Regions from separate parts of the Mus musculus genome. Here all the other regions are linked to region 1. The links are chromatin contacts, called in public capture Hi-C and promoter capture Hi-C maps. All regions are on one chromosome and are shown on one strand. Each heading gives the region's core, a stretch centred on a gene start, on an enhancer-like site or on the middle of the called end of the contact. The rest is flanking DNA. Distances are from core to core; before and after follow the strand shown. Region 1 holds the start of Actn1 (actinin, alpha 1). Region 2 holds the start of Pigh (phosphatidylinositol glycan anchor biosynthesis, class H). Region 3 holds the start of Vti1b (vesicle transport through interaction with t-SNAREs 1B). Region 4 holds the start of Rdh11 (retinol dehydrogenase 11). Region 5 holds the start of Rdh12 (retinol dehydrogenase 12).

The links. Promoter capture Hi-C pulls out the DNA fragments that hold promoters and counts their contacts. Capture Hi-C pulls out chosen DNA fragments and counts their contacts.
Region 2: a promoter capture Hi-C map of liver shows a contact between it and region 1, with 4 times the contacts expected there. The contact joins the promoter of Pigh here to the promoter of Actn1 in region 1. A contact is called at or near these places in 2 of 39 promoter capture datasets (hippocampal neurons and liver).
Region 3: a contact with region 1 is called in a promoter capture Hi-C map of liver, with 2.6 times the contacts expected there. The contact joins the promoter of Vti1b here to the promoter of Actn1 in region 1. A contact is called at or near these places in 5 of 39 promoter capture datasets (hematopoietic stem and progenitor cells, hippocampal neurons, liver and 1 more) and 1 of 9 other capture datasets (liver).
Region 4: a capture Hi-C map of macrophages shows a contact between it and region 1, with 7 times the contacts expected there. The contact joins the promoter of Rdh11 here to the promoter of Actn1 in region 1. A contact is called at or near these places in 3 of 39 promoter capture datasets (embryonic stem cells, hippocampal neurons and liver), 2 of 115 datasets of contacts at active chromatin or transcription factors (astrocytes and stem cell-derived neural progenitor cells) and 2 of 9 other capture datasets (liver and macrophages).
Region 5: a promoter capture Hi-C map of hippocampal neurons shows a contact between it and region 1, with 2.6 times the contacts expected there. The contact joins the promoter of Rdh12 here to the promoter of Actn1 in region 1. A contact is called at or near these places in 6 of 39 promoter capture datasets (the C10 cell line, HPC-7-derived erythroid cells, hippocampal neurons and 2 more) and 2 of 115 datasets of contacts at active chromatin or transcription factors (astrocytes and stem cell-derived neural progenitor cells).

What each region holds. Positions count from the first base shown.
Region 1 is chr12:80,258,517-80,261,998 of GRCm38.p6, forward strand. It overlaps Actn1 (actinin, alpha 1), which reads right to left and starts at 1,847. Exons shown (of 21, transcript NM_134156.3): 1 at 1,471-1,847. The coding sequence starts at 1,575.
Region 2 is chr12:79,087,875-79,091,356 of GRCm38.p6, forward strand. Pigh (phosphatidylinositol glycan anchor biosynthesis, class H) reads right to left here and starts at 1,796. Exons shown (of 4, transcript NM_029988.2): 1 at 1,566-1,796. The coding sequence starts at 1,745. It overlaps 9230116L04Rik (RIKEN cDNA 9230116L04 gene), which reads right to left. Exons shown (of 3, transcript NR_110486.1): 3 at 831-2,111.
Region 3 is chr12:79,170,749-79,174,230 of GRCm38.p6, forward strand. Vti1b (vesicle transport through interaction with t-SNAREs 1B) reads right to left here and starts at 1,710. Exons shown (of 6, transcript NM_016800.3): 1 at 1,472-1,710. The coding sequence starts at 1,586.
Region 4 is chr12:79,190,229-79,193,710 of GRCm38.p6, forward strand. Rdh11 (retinol dehydrogenase 11) reads right to left here and starts at 1,627. Exons shown (of 7, transcript NM_021557.6): 1 at 1,498-1,627. The coding sequence starts at 1,562.
Region 5 is chr12:79,207,332-79,210,813 of GRCm38.p6, forward strand. It overlaps Rdh12 (retinol dehydrogenase 12), which reads left to right and starts at 1,582. Exons shown (of 7, transcript NM_030017.4): 1 at 1,582-1,777. The coding sequence starts at 1,710.

The sequences.
Region 1 (3,482 bases), core at 597-3,096:
AAGAGGGCGGTGTCTGTAAGCTACTAATACATTACAAAGAAGTCAGTTCAAAGCCAAGAGACGCTCTTAAGTTGCTGTTGCAGTAAGAGACAGGGGCAGGGCCCCAGGTTGCCTGTTTAAGGAAGCCCATTGTGGTGTGTTTTAAATTACCTCTGCTGGTCTGATGAAGTGAGCAAAAGGGCACCGTTTCAGGGCTTAGGATTCCTGAGTGAGCTAATACAGGATGCCTTTAGCTGGGGGAAAAAAAAAACCTTCAGCCGGCTCACTAAACTCCCCCCCTTTTAAGTTTAAAAAAGGGAATGAATGTTACCATTTTTGGACATGAGCATTCTCCCTCAAGCCCAGCCCTAACCGCACTATCCAGAGGGACGCGCCATCCTGTACACCCCCCCCCCCATTCCCAGATCACGAAGTGGGGGGGGGGGGACTGAACGGGAGTTGGGTGTTGGGGGGTCAGGGTACGTGGCCGCCTAAGGAACGCGCTCTCTGCTCAGGCAGGAAGCCGTGACAGGGTTAATGTCTCCCCCTCCCCAAGCAAGAGAGGTTTCTGACCTCTTCCTGCCTATAGCCATTACGCTCCGGACCCATCGCCAATTTCTCAGCTCAGACGGGGCAGCATATCCCGAACCTTGCTGATGGCGACTAGGATACAGGGCCGTGGATCCTCGGAGAACAACCCCAAATATCTCCTGAGACTGTCTCTCCACCAGGAGCCCAACTAGAGCCAAGCTACTCAAACTCGCGTTTCGCCAGCAAAAGAACCGGGCAGAACACAGATGTGAGGGTTTGCAGCCACCAGTTCACTGAGTTAGCAATAAAACCGTTCACCGTCCTGACCCCGCCCCCACAAGGCCCTGAGGAGCCCGCGAACGACCCCCGATTCTCAGCTCCAGCCGCACTCCGGAACGTCCACTTCCAGGTAGATCCCGAGGAGGTCGCCAAACCCTCCGACACCGGCTCTGCCCACTGTCTGCAGACCCAGCTCGGGGCGCAGTAGTCGGGGCAGCTTGCCCCTATGGTACAGAGCCCCAGGGGCGGCCCAGGAAGCGTGCTGCCACCGCACGCCATATGGAGGCGCCAGGAAAAAGAAGGAAGGAGAAAATCGATCCCGAGTAAGCAGCCATGGAGCCTAAGTCTCAGCCCCAGCCTCTGGAGCATCGCCCCCGCGCCTTGCCCACGGGGAGACAGTTTCGGCTGCACCGGGGTGGCCCGGACCACCCGCTCTGAGGCGATTTGCCCTCCGGCGGCGCCACCTCCCCGCGCCGCGGCGAACTGTTCGCGGGCTCCAGGGCAGGGGTGCTCCGCTCTCCCGCCCGGTGCCTGTAACTCAATACCCCACCTCGCAGTGGCCGCGATGTCCCCGCCTCCGCTCTTGCGCGCCGGGAATTGGTTTCCAACCCGGAGCCCAGGAGTGCAGCGGCCAGAGCGGATCAGGGCTCAGGGCTGTAGCGGGTGGGGGTGGCTGCTAACCTTCCTCTGCTGCTTCTCCCAGGCCGGATCCAGGAGCAGGTCCCGATCCCAGTCCTCTTCAGGCTGCATGTAGTCGTTGGTCTGCTGGGAATCATAATGGTCCATGATGGTGCGTGCGTGCTAGGAGCTGGATTTCTTCCTCCACCTTCTCTCCAGGCGACGGCGGCTGCTGCCCGGGTGTGGGGAGGGTGTCGGCAGGGCTGGGCTGGGCTGGGCTGGGCCGGGCTGGGCTGGGCTGGGCTGGCGGGGCCGGGCTCGCTCCCCTGCGCCCGCTTCCGCCGCGGCTCTGTTCGCAGAGGCTGCTGCTGCCGGCGGCGGCTGGAGCTCGCGGACTGCCTTCCTGGGGCGCGCGCTCGGACCTAATCTCCACGCACACTGCTCTCAGTGAACACTCGCGCTGCGGGAGCAGAGGCGGGCGGGGGCGGGGAGAAGGGGCAGAGCCCTCCCGAGGTTCTCCATTGGCCAGGCCGAGTTGCCCAAACTTCCCCCCAGCGCCTCTCATTGGGAATTCCTGGCATCCGTCAGGCGGGTCTCTGTGCATATAGGTGGACTGGGCGGCCCCCTCCGGGCGCGCACGCCACCGCCCACTCCCTGGGTTCCCACTCCCCCGCAGCTCATGTGACACCACCTTAAGCTGAACCGGAGTGGAGCCTGGGGACGCCTCCCAGAGCTCGGGGACCAAATGGCACTGTGCTCCGGAGCCCGAGGAGTCGCTGAGGATTGGTCCCGTTCCCTGCCGGCGGGAAGGCCCAGAACTCCGGCGCACCGGTGTTCCTGCGGTCCCACGCAAGCTACAAACCCCAGCAGGGCGCGGGGAAACCCAAGGCATATTTCGTTTTCTCTTTCTCGGGGAAACTAGGTTGGGACAAGTCGGCACCCTGGAAAGGGGTTGGGAGGGCCCACAGTAGAAAGGAATTTCCTGATTCCACCACTGCTCCCGCCCCGCCCCTCGGGACCAGGCTGATCCCTGTCCTTCTAGAGCCAGATTTGTGGCTAGCTGGCATTTCTCAGCCCACTGAGTTTCCCGCCTCGCCAAGGATCCTTGGGTACTTCTCTAGGGTTCCGTGCACTGGCCCGCTGCGGACTTCTTGTGTGGCAGCTTGGCTGTCCGGCTTCCCAGGTTCCTTGGCAGGTATTCCCCGGTGGACTAACACAGCTGAAGCTACCTTCTGGAGACTAGTTTCCTCCTTCCCCACTTTTACAGCTTCCCTACCTACACTTTGCTGAAACTAGGAAGAGCCCTAAAATGGTCTACCTGTATCATAAACCTAGCAGATGCATACACCTAATAGATGGAGAAACTGAGACTCAAAGAGCAGAGCTAGACAAGAGACTTAACCAGCATGGACTCTACAGGCCCATTTTGTGTGTAACCTTGTGCCTGACAAAACCTTATTATCCTTGGAGGAGGAAGAAACAGCGCAAGACTAACTAAACTGCTTGGTGCTAGCGGTACTCCCTGGGCTCAGTAAAGGAGGGTGGAAATGTGTTGGTCCAGCACTGTTGCATTCTGGGAAGAAGCCGCCCGGATTCCTAGTGGTCTTTTGAGGGACTCTGAGTATGAAAATCAGTAACAAGGAAACCTGCAGTTGGTTTTGCATTCTGGTGTGGACAACAGATACATCCCTCTTGTACCAGTAGGGCTTAATTTATACAGGCATCCCTTAATACTCGGGACTCATTTCAGAACCACTGCAGATACCAGAATCTGCAAGAGCTTATGCCTCACATGTATAGAACAGCACAAAATTGATTGATATGTAACCTACTTACAGCCACTGTACACTTTAAATCATTCCCAAATAGAAAAGCCATGTGACTCGGGAACTGGAGAGATGGATCAGCGTTTAAGAGCACTGACTGCTCTTTCAGAGGAAAGGACCCGGGTTCAATTCCCAGCACCCACATGGCAGCTCAGTCCTATCTGTAACTCCAGTTCCAGGGCTTCTAATACTATCACACAGATGTGCATGCAGCCAAAAAGAAAAAGGGGGGGGGGGGAAACATAAAAG
Region 2 (3,482 bases), core at 546-3,045, 1.2 Mb before region 1:
ACTGGGCATGGTGATGTATCCCTTTAACAACAGCACTTGTGAGGCAGTGACAGGTGAATCTCTGAGTTACAGGCCAGCCTGGTTTATACAGTGAGTTCAAGAACAGCCAAGGCTACATGGTAAGACCCCAACACTCCCCATCCCCCCAAAAAAGAATAAAAATCCAATTATATTAAAAATTTTGGGGAAGGACTAGGTCAGTTTAATAACTTCAACTGACCTGTGAAGACACTTTTAAATATAAATTGGTAAAGATTAGGAGTCTTTTAAAAAATACTATTTGTGTTGTGTTTGAGGCAGGGTTTCACTGTGTAGCCTTGGTTTGTTCTGGAGCTGGTAATGTAGACTGATGTAGCCAGGCTGGCCTTGAATTCAGAGATGTTCCTTCCTCTGTTTCCCTAGTGCTGGGATTAAAGGTGTGCACCACCACACCAGCCCCTACTATTTATATTTATTTATTGTGCAGAGGTCAGAGGACAATTTTTTTGAATCCATTCTTCCCTCCCATCATGTGGGTTCTGGGGATTCGGCTTAGGTGGTCAGGTTTGGCATTAGGTGGTCAGGTTTGGCATTAGGTGGTCAGGTTTGGCAGTCGCTGCAGTCATCTGATGAGCCATTCATTCCCCAGACCCTCAGTGAGGGGACTTAACTTCATCTATGAAAATCTGTGCAAATTATGATGCTCTGCCACACACTTTGATAGCATAAATGTGATTGAACCAGGTATGATGACACACACCTTTGATCCTAACCCTAGGGAGGCAGAGGCAGGCTCCACATAGAGCCTTCCAGTCCAGACAAAGTAAGAATAATAATAATAGCAAAAGAATAGAAAAAAGCTAAGGGATGTTTTAATACAAACAATATGAAAATTGCAGAAATAAACAGTTCTGGTGTACTGGCTCTATTAAGATCACTCCTGGAATAATATATTCATTTTAGGGCTATACAGGGAGTTAAAACAGAACAGAACATCCTGAACAAAGGCCAATCGGATGACTCTTTTTGCTTGGGAACTGTCACAAAATAATAGCAGTTGACCTTCGCAATATTTTGAACCATTAATTTCAACTTAGAGATGTTAAAAATGAGGCTCGGGGGGAAAAAAGATTAGAAAGTCTGAAAACTGAGCATAGAAAACCCTCGTGTCTTAGACCTGGCAACACTTTAGAAAATGCACTTAAACTGGGGAAGGGTTGGGAGAGGGGATGGTAGTTGACCTGGCCTTGAGAAACAGATATTAGGTGGAGATTCTGTACTGCACAGTTGTGGAGGCAAAAACTTTTCTGTAATTCTGTCGCACGCCTGCTATCCGTTGGCTTTGGTACCCAGTAAGTGATGCGGGAGGATGCACTGAGTTCTCTGAGGAGGTTATGTTCCATGAATGAGCAGGGCAAGTAGGTCCACTGTGGTAGAACGTCCAGAAGCACAAACTTCTCGGGGAGGGAGGGCAGTCCTGCCGTGGAACGGCGACCCTGATCCAGGGAGTCCCCACCCTCCCGGACCCACGGGTCAGCCCCGAGACCTCTCCAAGCTGCCTGCGCCGGCCGAGCGCCCGCCTTTACCTCGCACAGGGTGAAGAGCCCGTAGGCCGCCAGCCACACCGCGCAGGTGACCGCGGTGAGCGAGCACAGCGACAGCCGAGCCGAGCTGAGGCCGAACTCGCGGCAGTACGGTGAGTAGTAGCGGCACCGCAGGGCTAGGCGGCCGCCGCAGATATCGGAGAAGCTCTTCTCGTCCTCCATGGCCGCACACACCTGAATGTCGCGCCGCTCTAGCCCACCCGGAGGCTCGAAGTCTCGTTGGCTCCCGACCATCCCGGAAGCGGCTGAGCCCTGCCTGTCCGCGCAGCCGTAGTCGCTCACTGAGAGCAGGGCTGGGACTTGCAGCAAGTTCTCCCAGTTTATCCTTAGCCCAAACTCCCCAGAACCGCGGCACCAGTTTTGGGCAGATTAAGATCTCTGTTCATTTGACTGACTCATTTATATTGTTACGCCAGAAAGACTCCCCCAAAATGGTCTGCAGGTGTAACCATTCATTCATTCATTCATTCATTTCCCTGCGAAGGGATTTTAGGTACTGAAGATTTCTGTCTCTACATAGCTTCTTTCCTAGTAGGAAAAAAAAAAAAAAATAGACGTAACTTAAGTAGTGTTATTGACAAAAATGTTCAGACTAGTAGAAGGTCTGGGCAGCTTTAAGTAAAGGTCTTAAAGGTCTTCGCCATTAAACCTACAAGGGCCACACTGTTCTGTGGGGAGTTGGGGTGGAGGTGGGGGTAGTCTCCAGAAAGAAGGACCAGGAAAAAACAAAGTTGGAGGCTGGAATGGGTTTCAGTCACAGGAATCAAAAAACTAGCAAGGCTAGGATGCATGGGAAGAGAAGGTAGGCTTTGAGTTGGGCAGATGGCTCAGCTGCTAAAGAGTATATTAATCCAAAAAAAAAAAAAAAACGAGAGGAGAAAGACCGCCACCCAAATCATCATGACCAAATTAATTAAAGCAAGCTTTAAAAATTCACATACACGGGCTGCCTCCTCCTGAGATGGGGTTCAGCTTTGGATGTGAAGGCAGGCTTTTATAGCTCAGGGATAGGAAGGTTTCCAAATGAGGGGTTTGTCTGTCAAAATATAGTTATAGGAGCAGCACACAAGCATAGCAAGTAAGTCCCTCTGGAACAGAGACACAAGGTTGCAAAGATGGGCCTAACAAGGTAGCTATATAACCCTTTGAAGCAAAGGTCAGGTTGCAAGATGACTATAAACAACTTTTTGAAACAAAGACGTGATTGCATTCTTGGAACAAGCAGTACAGAACCATTTGTAGTTAAGGTCACAGGTGGGGCATAGCTCAATCCTTGAAAAACAGGTTTACTCATAAACAAGAATGAACCTAGATTGTCTTCACTGTAAGATGACTTTCAAGCCTAATATGGAAGCAGGCTGGTTCTTCAAGTACTTATCACTAGGGAAAGGTAACTGGGGGAGCCACTAATAGATGCTGTTTGCCAACCATATATTTGCATGGATGGAGCACTACTGTGGCAGTGCACAGACAATCATACTTCTGATGATGTAATTATTTCCACTGTTTTGAATTTATTCTTAGAACTTGAGTCACTATAAATATGAATAATGGAGAAACAAATGTAATTGAATAATCCCACTGAGGACTCCACAGGCTCAGGCTGGGCTCTTCAAAGCTTTTCTGTGGAGCTCTTGCTTTAGGATTTGCTTACACTTGGATTTCGTAGTTCTAAGACTACTGTGTTATGAGCCTCCCAGGGGCCCTGCAGGGAAAGCAACCAGCCTCCGAGGCTGACGACTTCAGTTCGAGTCATGGGATCCACATGATGGAAAGAGAGAACCAACTGCCACAAGTTGCCCTCTGATTGCCACATGCTCACTAGCCATGGCACGCCTAATAAATACACAGATAAATAAATAGTTTTATAAAGGAATGCTGTCTTATAGCTTTTATTCT
Region 3 (3,482 bases), core at 460-2,959, 1.1 Mb before region 1:
TTAGAAAATAGTGTTCTGAGGCTGGGCAATGGCAATACAAGCCTTTAATCCCAGCACTTGGGAGGCAGAGGCAGGTGGTTTGAGGCCAGCCTAGTCTACAGAGAGAGTTCCAGGACAGCCAAGACTACACAGAGAAACCCTGTCTTGAAAAACAAACACAAACCCAAAAAAACAAAAACAAGCAAGCAAAAAGAGCATCCTAAGAATAACTGTGTAGAGAGCTAATATTTCTAAATAAAACAACAAACACATATTAATAATAGCTGGTAGCTCTTACTGTTGCCAGACGGTGTTTTTAATAGCTTTACATATCTCATTTACTCCCCACAAAAACTCCATGAAGTCAGATGCTACGTTTTACTTTATAGTGGAAACTAGTTTGGTTAAAATAACTTGCAAAGTCACATAGCTAATAAAAGGTGTATGTAACTTAGATAATCTGACTCTAGAACTCTTTTCTTTCCTTCCTTCCTTTTTTTTTTTTTTTTTTTTTAATTTTTGATAGAGTCTCAAGATAGAAGAATCTAGCTGGTCTGGAACTCTGTGTTGCTGTGTAAAACCAGGCTGGCCTTGAACTCACTGAGATTCTGTTTCTACCTCCCAAGTGCTGGGATTAAAAGTGTTCACCACTGGCAATCTCTTGAATGGCAGAAAAATATTTTGTCATACACTGTTATCTTTAATGCACAGGTAGACATTCTCATCTCCAGCTCAAACGAGTATGCGCCTCTTATTTAAGTTCATTCATTCAACTGATCACGTGAGAAGACACGGCCCCTTCTCAATCTTCCTCCTCACATCCACCAGTCTCATAAATCTCGGCACCACCTGTTGGATTTAATGCTCACTCTCCAGATTCGCATGCTTACCCAGTCAACTGTCATAGAAGCTCCTAACACAGTCTCTTATAGCCATTCTCACATCCTCTATCCAGCTATCCGCCGCCTTGCTTCTAAAATGAAATCCACATTACTCCGCTGCTTATGTTCCTTAAGGATTTACCCTAGTACGTCAAAAAAGTCTAAATGTGAGACTTCCGGTTCCTCTCCAATGTAGCTGTCTTCCTCCCCTCACCTCCCGCCACTGTCTCACATATAAGCTAATCTCCATGGTTACAACTATTTTTAAAATTTCATTGCCTACCAAAATGCCAAACTCCTACATGCCCAACTCCAAATTAAGGGTTTTTTTTGTTTTTTGTTTTTGTTTTTTGTTTTGTCACAGGAGCACAGATTGAAGAATGCCCTATGCTACTGGGAGAGGAAGATAACTAAAGGCTCGCTAGGAGAGGACATCCTAATGTCTATCCCTTTGCACGCCCCCAGTCACCACAAGAGGCAGCACACCCTGGGCGTCCGGGGCCCGACAGCAGCAGGGGGCGTGCCCAAAGGGGAAGCGGGGAGCCCCGGGTCGGTGTTTGGGATCCTGCACCCTGCGGAGTCCTCCCGGCCTGGTCCCGCCCCCGCCTCACCTGTCCCCGCGGTCCCCAGCAGCCGCTCCGGCACCCCTTGTAAGTCTTCAAGGAGGCCGCGGAAGATCTCGTGCAGCTTCTCGAAATGCTCGGAGGAGGCGGCGGAGGCGGCCATGGCGCAGGTTGCGCGTGAGCTGCGGCCACCGGGCGCTGGGCCCACTCCCACCTCAGCAATCAGCTGCCCAGCCCCGAAGCCATCACTGCAGCCGCACCTCGGCCTCCCGGAATCAGGCGCTTCCGGGGTCCTCGGAGCCGGACGCCCTCCCCCTGCTTGTCACTGCACGGGCGCCGGGCGCCAAAGCCTGACAAGAAGCCGGGGCGGGGACGACACTCAGCTACTACAGGGGCGCGGTCTCGCGCCAAGACGAGCCGGTGGCTCCGACCTGGAGACAAACAGTGGGCACAGAGGAGGTACCAAAGGGAAGGGCCCGAGGGAGCCCGCGGGACTGGCGCCTCGGCCGCCTCATCCGGGCCCGCCGGTCCTGCAGTGCATACTGGGAATTGTAGTTAAGTGAGGGAGGACGGCCGTGCAGGGAGGGCCCGGAGTGCCAGCGGTGTTGCGCAGACTGGCTAGCACACGCCCCTCGCTGTCATCGCAGTTCCTTCTGCCACCTGACTTCATATCCCGTCTAAATGTTCAGTCTCAGCCCTAGATAGATGAGCAGAGGCCTGCCTACCCTCGGATGGTATAACTCTAATAAAAGTGGAGAGATTAAGTGGCCAGGGTCACATGTTTTCAGAACCGGAAAATGGGCAGTGTGATCCCAGAATACCCACAGCTTTTAGCGGCTGAACCAGTCCAGACCATTAGGCTGCCCCGGGTTCTCATTCACAACATGTTAAGAATAGACATTTTGATAAACCAAAGTTATATATTGATCAAAGTAATTTTGTCTCTGCCCTTGGGTAATGTATGATTTGGTGTGGAAGACAGACCCATCTTATCTGCCCTTATGTGAAATATATCAACAATTACGAAGTCCTTTCTGTCCTTCCATAGATATAAACCCCTGTGTATACTGTTGGCAGGGTTTCCAACAAAGGGCCCACTCACAAAAGTTTTCGTGGTGATTCAATATTTATACATGGAAATATATATATATATATATATATATATATATATATATATATATATATATATATATATATATAAAAGGGTGTTACCGAGGGGTACAACACTTATCTAGCATAAGCAAATCCTATAGTCCATCTTCTAAGGTGTGTGTGGGAGTGGGTTCCTGGTGATTTTTGTCTTTGAAGCCCTGGGTTTTACAAGCTTGAATCCACCAACCGTTAAATTCAATGAAAAAATAAAAACAAAACGCAGTGTGCAGGGATGACAAAGTCTGATGTTGTTAGCAGTGGTGCGAAGTCTTAATATTTTTCTTATAAAATTAAAAGGTAGTTCAAGAGTGTTGTTGTTCAATTTTAATCCTAGCACTTGGAAGACAGAGGCAGATGGATCACTGAGTTCGAGGCCAGCCTGGTCTACAGAGCACATTGCAGGACAGCCAGACCATATAGAGAAACCATGCCCAAAAAACATAAAATTAAAAAATTTATACTTGAATATGTATGAACACATGTGAGGGCAAGTGCCCTGCCTGTGGAGCCCAGAAGAGGGTGTTGGGTCTTTTGGAGCTGGAGTTACAGGTGGGCTGCCTGCCATGCTGTTAAGAGTTGTGTGTGATCCAAAGAACTGTGACATTTCTTCAACCCCAAGTCTTATCTTTCTGTCGCAGAAATAGATATAAAAAGGAGCTCCTGCCAAGACCGAGAGATGTGGAAACAGTGACCTTTGGTCGGTGTCACGTAAGTAGAAAATGATTTGATGATTGGTCTGGTGATCACAAACCAAATTAACGACACTTGCATTTTAGGTGTACTATAGTGATTCTGGGACACAGGCATCCAATAGAATGGGAAATAACTGCATAACTGTGTTTTCTTTAAGCTACAATTACTTTCATTTAATTCTAACAGTTATAATCTAGAATTAAAAACAAGGTAA
Region 4 (3,482 bases), core at 377-2,876, 1.1 Mb before region 1:
TGTCTGGTTGGAGTCCTTGCACCTGTGCGTAGGCTTTGCTGGCCTTTCCAAATGGATGAAGCACAAACACAACCCTCAGATTTTCCTCTTCTCTTCTCAATTTTAGGACTAAAAGGATCTGTTGACTCAGAAGTGCGTTTTTAAGGAGCATTTCAACCATTCCACTAAACTTGTTATCTGCAAGCAGCCACTACTTAAGACAAACTAACTTGTGGTACCCAAAGGAACCTCTCTCTCCTCAGCGATCAAGGCCCCTGGCTCTGTGTCTCACGTCCCTTCAGACTGAACTTCAACACTGACAAATCCTGGGGACCAGGAATTGGCTCTTCCTCCTTCCTCTGTCATCATCGAAAACAAGAAATCAACTTTGAAAGCGCAGCTCTGGCCCCACTCTCCCATGCTGGCTCCAACGGGGATAGTAGAGTCCTTAGAGTGCTCGCTTCTAAGACACATTTCACTGGATGTAGCTCCGGTTCATGTTTTGTTGAGATTCTATATGGATATGAAGATCTTGTGGTAAAAAGAAACCCAAGTTTTTACCTGAGTACAAGGCCCATGTGTGCCTACTTATGGGAGCTGTAAGTATTCAGAGAGGAGAGGGGAAAAATGAAAGTAGCCACCAGAGAGAGAAGAAAAAGCAAAAAGAGTGGGAAGTAGGTCTTGGAAGAAAAAATGTTGGTCATGGTAAGAAATGACAGAAGGATGGCACAGCCTCAGCTCCAATAGGAACTATGGCCACGCCCAGAAAGAAGGTGGCGTTTATTACTGGTCCACCGTCACTCCTGGTGACTTACTCAGAACCAATCAGTGGACTGCCCCTTGTGGTAGCCTGCCGCTGATTCTCAGGTGATTACACACACCTCCAGGTTTGGGCTGACCTGACACTTAATTAAGAAACCATCCTTTGACCACGTGGTTCTTCTCCTGGCTCCTAGTAATCTAATTAGGGCAAACAAGCACGTGTTCCTACTCCGAAGGACAATGAATCTTCCCCTTCAGTTGTCACAAACACCTAAACAAGTGAATAACGGCAACAAGGAAGCATGCCCCAGATAACATTGGCATCGGGTTCAGAGAGCAAAAAGTGCAACCCTCCTGTAGTACCTCAAGGGCTGGAGACAAATAGTTAGACAAAGGCTGGTTCAAAGCTTGGGAGTGGAGAAAACAGTTAGAATCTAAAGCCCGCCATACTCAGCGGCTTCCCGAAGCTAGAGAGCAAATAGTGCTAGAGGAAATAAGGTAGGCCAGAAAGAGCAATACAGGATGATGGAGACCTGGAGCGCTTTTACGACCACCTGGGGTCTGACGTCTGGCCGTGCCCACATCCAGGGCACCAGGATCTCGCCTACAGTCCAGTAAACTCCAGATCTTTGCTACCTTAAAGGGCTTCTCAGTCCTTTCCTAGTCTTTCTTTACGGGGGCTAGGGAGAGGGCTTCAGTAGGGATTTTTTATCTTCTCTAAAAGACCTGGCAAGAAAAAGCAACATTCGCACAGACCTGATTTTTGGCGTGACCAAGTACAGGATGAAGGGAAGAGAGAGCAGAAGCAGGAATCCGAACATCTCAGCACCACCGAAGCGCAGTTGAAGTTGATGCTCTAAAGAGGACAGCGGGACTTATGGCTTCTGATCCTAGACACACCCCGGTTCAACTGCAACCGCCAGGGAGCAAAGCCCTCTGGGAAATGTAGTCCTGGATTTGGCGGCCGCCTGGCGGTGATACATTCAGAGTATACTTCCAAGCACTATGAAAAGTTGAATAACACAACCGTGGAGCAATGGTCTTCAGTGGTCCAGGGCCTAGGCCTGTGGGATCGTTGAGCCAGCCCTTCTACCACTCCTCTGGCCACTAATTGACTCTTTGGAAGTCTCGCGGGTTTGCTATCTCCTGGAGCCCAAGTCCAGTGTTTGGTTCAATTTTCCCCAATCATTATTAGGAAATTACATTTTGTCTGGGAGACAGCGTCTGGAAAGTATTCTGAGGTTAATTACAAAGGGCAGGAGCCGTTAGTCGGACAGTTGGTGTGGCGGAAGATGTCCTTCCTCAGAGATGACCTTTGCCCTATGGGGCAAAGCAAGTTAAGACCTCCTAGAGAGTCACGGTTGTGTGTACTTCGATCTATGATAGTATCCTTCATAATTTCCCAAGCCCTTGGTTGTTATTTGATAATAAAATAGTTTCTTGGATGACTATATCATGTATTACTCTTCAAGGAAACAATGCATTTCTCAGATTGGCACAGTTGGTTTTATCACTTTGTCAAAGAGTTTAATCCCGTCTTGAACTAAGGCCAGGAACATTTCTTTGGGAAAAGGCAAACTCCCTGTTCAAACTTTTCTTTCCTTTGAGGTGTACCTCATGGGGATAAACATGAGTTATCATGTTTAACAAGTTTTAAAAGTCATTGTCTGTGGTTTCCCACCTTCACTATTCAGTTTCTGGTTCATTTGCATAATTAATTTCCATTCATTGGAAGATACCTGTTCCACAGTCAAGTTGGAGCCATATACTGTATAGCACCTGGGAAGAAGACATATTCTTACAGATTTAGTATTGGATTATCTAGTAATCATCAGCATTTAACGCTTTCTTAGTGTCTAGTATGTAGAGAGCAGCTCACAGCTCAAAGAAAAAAGTCTTTTACGTATTCTGTTTCTTATTCATTTTATACATGTTTAACAGTATTTCTACAATAAACTGGTGTAGTCTCTGAGAGGTGACACAGACAGCTGTGAAGTACTGCTTCAGGAGTTGTCAAAGCTGCAGCTTTCTCCTTCCTGCTTCAACCTTCAGCCTTCTTGAGACAACTCTTTGGGGATCAGTGAGAAAGAAAAGAGAGAGGGGGTGGTGGGGAAGAATTATAAACACACACACATACATTCACACATGTGACAGATAGAGCAAGGCTCCAACCATTTTTCATACATACATACATACAGACAGACAGACAGACAGACAGATATATACTTACTTATATACATATACACATATACATATACATATACAGACAGACAGACATATATTTATATACACATTCACATACACATATACATATACATACAGGCAGGCCCACACCCAGATAACTTTCTAGTAGCATATTGATGACTTGCTCATAGCTGCCCCAGATGAAGAAACTTGCTGTTTGGCAACTTATGCCTTGCTCAGAGAGTTAGACCAGATGAGATATCAAATGTCTGTGAGGAAAGTGCAGCTCTGCCAAAATGATGTAACATACCTTGGGGAAAAACCAAGGCGGGGGGGGGGGGTGGACAGGCAACATCTGCTATCCCAGGCTAGCAAAGGAACGATTCTCAACATTTCAGTCCCCAAGACCTGGTATCAAATTTGTGAGTTCCTGCAGTCTCTGAGTACCAGGATTCACAGAGATTGCAAAGCCTTTCTACGAGGCCACTAGGGGGCAGGAGAGTGTCTTAAACTGGACTCCCCAAATGGACAAAGCTTTTCAGTCTCAAGGAATGAAC
Region 5 (3,482 bases), core at 332-2,831, 1.1 Mb before region 1:
TGAAAAGAGGGGGAAGCGGAGGAGTGGAAGAAGAGGAAGAGGCATTTACAGTTTTCACACTTGCTCTTATTCTGTAGGCTCTGTTCTTACAGAATGTTCTAGACCATGGTGACATCGGCCACAGCTGTGTGACTCCACTTGACAAACCACCACCAAAGGTCAAATCAGAGAGTAGCCCCTCATCTCTGTTTTACAAAGCTGCTGTCCCACTGCTGTGTCCTCCCCTGAGTCCACCTGACCTGAGAATCATCTGAGGTGAGTGGCCCGAGTGGCCATGTGGAGACTTGCAACTGATAATCACTCCCATTGGATAATCAAGTAAACTGAGGCAGCAGAAAGACTCAATAACTTGCCCAGGACCTTGAAGCTTGAAGGATGCTGAGCTGGGATTTGAGTCAGGAATTTGAGTCTAGCTCGAGAATACTTAAACACTCTACTCTTGCTTGACATGTCGTTGGGTGTGTCAACTTCACTGAAGTGTAATGTAAAGAACACACACAAAATGCCCAAATCAAAAGCGCCCAACTCAGTGATTGTTCACAGTAAGCACACCTGTGTACTAGCACGAAGATCAAAGACCAGCACATTGCCAGCCCCACAGGACCTTCAGCCACTCCCTATTTCTTCCATTTATTTATTTTTAACTTTTACTTATTTAATTGGTTATATATACATGAGAGTGCAGGAATGCACAGGCTTCAGCATGTGTGGAGGTCACAGTGTCACTTGGAGAGTTGGCTGTGGGACCTGGGAACCAAACTCAGGTCACTGTGCCTGTTTGCTATTGCTGATACCTGCTGAGCCACTTTCCCTGCCCTGTTAATTTACTTTGGGGTTTGTAGGGACATGCATATGGAGATTAGAGAACAAGTTTTCAAAAGTCAGGTCACTCCTTTTACTTTGTCTTCGAAGCAAGGTTTGTGCGTACCTACCTCTTGATCCTGCAGTTCCACTTCCTCGAGGCTACCTGGCCTTTGAGCTCCAGTTTCCATTTTGAAGTAGGACTACTGTGGTTACAGACGGCAGCCACTCTTCTGGCCTGAGCTGCCACATCTGACTTCTACATGGATCCTGGGGATTGGACACATACCAACAAGCTCACATGGAAAGTGCTTTGACCTACTTAGCCATCCTTCTTACTATCTCTCTTCCATTTTTAATCACACATATTTCAAGCATCATTAGGACTTGGAGGATTTTTTTTTTGTTTGTTCGCATGCTTGCTTTTTTCTTTGTTTTGTTTTTTTTGGTTTGGTTTTGTTTTGACACAGTTTATTATGTTGTTTAGGCCAGTCTTGAACTACAGACTCAAGTGATCATCTGCTTCAGCCTGCCAAATACGTTGATTATAAGACGTTGTCACTATGCCTGGCTTTTTTGAAGCCTGCTGATAATGTGTAACATATTCTATCTTGAAAATAGCGTGTTGAGGAGGAACTCCAGTATTGCCAAATTCTCACTGCCAATATAAGGTGAAGCCCTAATCTTTCCTTAAGCCCCACCCCTCTAGGACTACAACTCCCAGGAGGCTGTGCTCTGGCGGCTCTCGGATTTAAGTAAGATTCTGGGCATTGCTTAAGCCAGCCAGTTGCTGAGTGTCCCAGAGTGAGAGGAACCAAGAACCAACAGAAGCTGCCAGGAATTGGAGCCAGAGAAGGATCCTCGGGCTAGGTTGAGGGTGGGAAGCAGCAACTAAGAAAGTTGACAAGATGCTGTTTATCTTGGTACTGCTTACGTCCTTCCTCTCCATCTTGTATCTGACAGCTCCATCCATCAGGTTTGTTTTAATCCAGCAACTCAAAGATACTTTACGAAGATGGTTTTGACTTCTAAAAGAAGAAGGAGGGAAGGTGGCGGAGGCGAGATTAGTACATTAAAAACAGGAAAGGAGGGGTTCTGGATGCCTCTGCAGAAAACGAGAAGGAAGCACCTGGGTGGGAGGAGGTGGGGCTGATTTGAATTCGGATGCCGAGGAAGGAGGAAGGCGGAGTAGATGAGTCCTGTGGCACTTTCCTCTGATTCCTTTAGGTTTCTCTGACACTTTCCTTTTCTTTTCTGTCCCTAGATGAGGTGAGTGTCATGGGGACTTCATCGTTAAGGGACTCCTTGTCAAGTCTTAGGCACTCTGGAAAGGAAGCAAACTCTCTTCCCTTGATACTTCTCTCAAGAAGTGTTTTGGAAATGATTCACTGGGGATTTGTGGAGGTGCCAAGAAATGGCTATTCTATGTGGGGGCTTTAAATTTTGTTGATGATTAGAAAGGTTAGGAGCCAGGTGTGGTTGTACGTGCCTTTAATCCGAGCACTCAGGAAGCAGAAGCAGAAAGAACTCTGAATTAGAGGACAGACTGATCTACAGAGCGAGTTCCAGGGCAGCCAGGGCTATACAGAGAGACCCTGTCTTGAACCTTTGCCCCCTGACCTGACCCCACCCCCACCCCAAAGGAAGGTTAGATAGGCATACTGAGGACAGAGTGTCAAAGTGTCATACTTGGTCCCGGCCACCCTTAGAAATGACTTAAACATCTTTGGGCTTCAGAGGTTTTTTTTGTTTGCTTGTGTGTGTTTGTTTTTGTAATATAGAAGTAATACTGAAATGGCAGGGGAAATTAATATAAATGGCATATGGAAAGATAATATGTATGGAAAATGTGGAAAGATAGTGAGTGCAGAAACTATTTAGCATGGAGGTAGACTGGGTGCAGAAAGTGTTTAAACCTAGACAGAAAATGTATAGAAAATCAAGCCTGGGATAGACCTCATGAGTGTAGAAAAGTGTCTAGCCTAGTCTAAATATTGGGTGTAGAAAGTCTAGCCTAGGCTAGACAGTGCATGTAGAAAATATCAAGAAAAGACAGTGTATAGAAAGTGTCTAGCTCAGTGTCTGCCATCCAGTGATGTTCAGGAAGTATTCTAGACTCTCTGGTCTTGTTTTCAACAAGAAAGCTTTCTCTGTGTGCCAATGGCCTAAATAAAATCCATAATAAAGTGCCAGAAAGTCACTCAGGATGCTCTCTCTCTAAACAAAAAAGACAACTGAGAGGGAAGTAGTTAATGTGTCAACCCAGATGCTATCTGCTAGTTCCTATAGTAACTATTGGAGCCATAGGGCTCAGGACCATTGAGTCCTCTAATGTGTATCACCCATGTGATTCCAATGTGGGTCAGAGGAGGAAGCTGACCCGTGGAAGTCTAGAGATTAGACTGATAGCGTTTTTATCTGACAAGGAATGTCTCCATTGGCCCTGGCTCAGGAGCATTTTCTCTGCTTGCTCAGGTGACTATTTTTAGCTTCTGGACACATGACCTTTCAATTCTTGTCTATGAGCTGGCCACTACCTTGCCCAACCAAAAAGTGGTCCATGCAAATTAATTTCTAACGATGATAAAGTCTTATTTATAACTCCAAGTTAAAGGCCTCCCTCTTTGGGTTTATGTGGCCTTTTTCTTTAATGCATCTCAGCGTGACTTTGGGGAAATGGT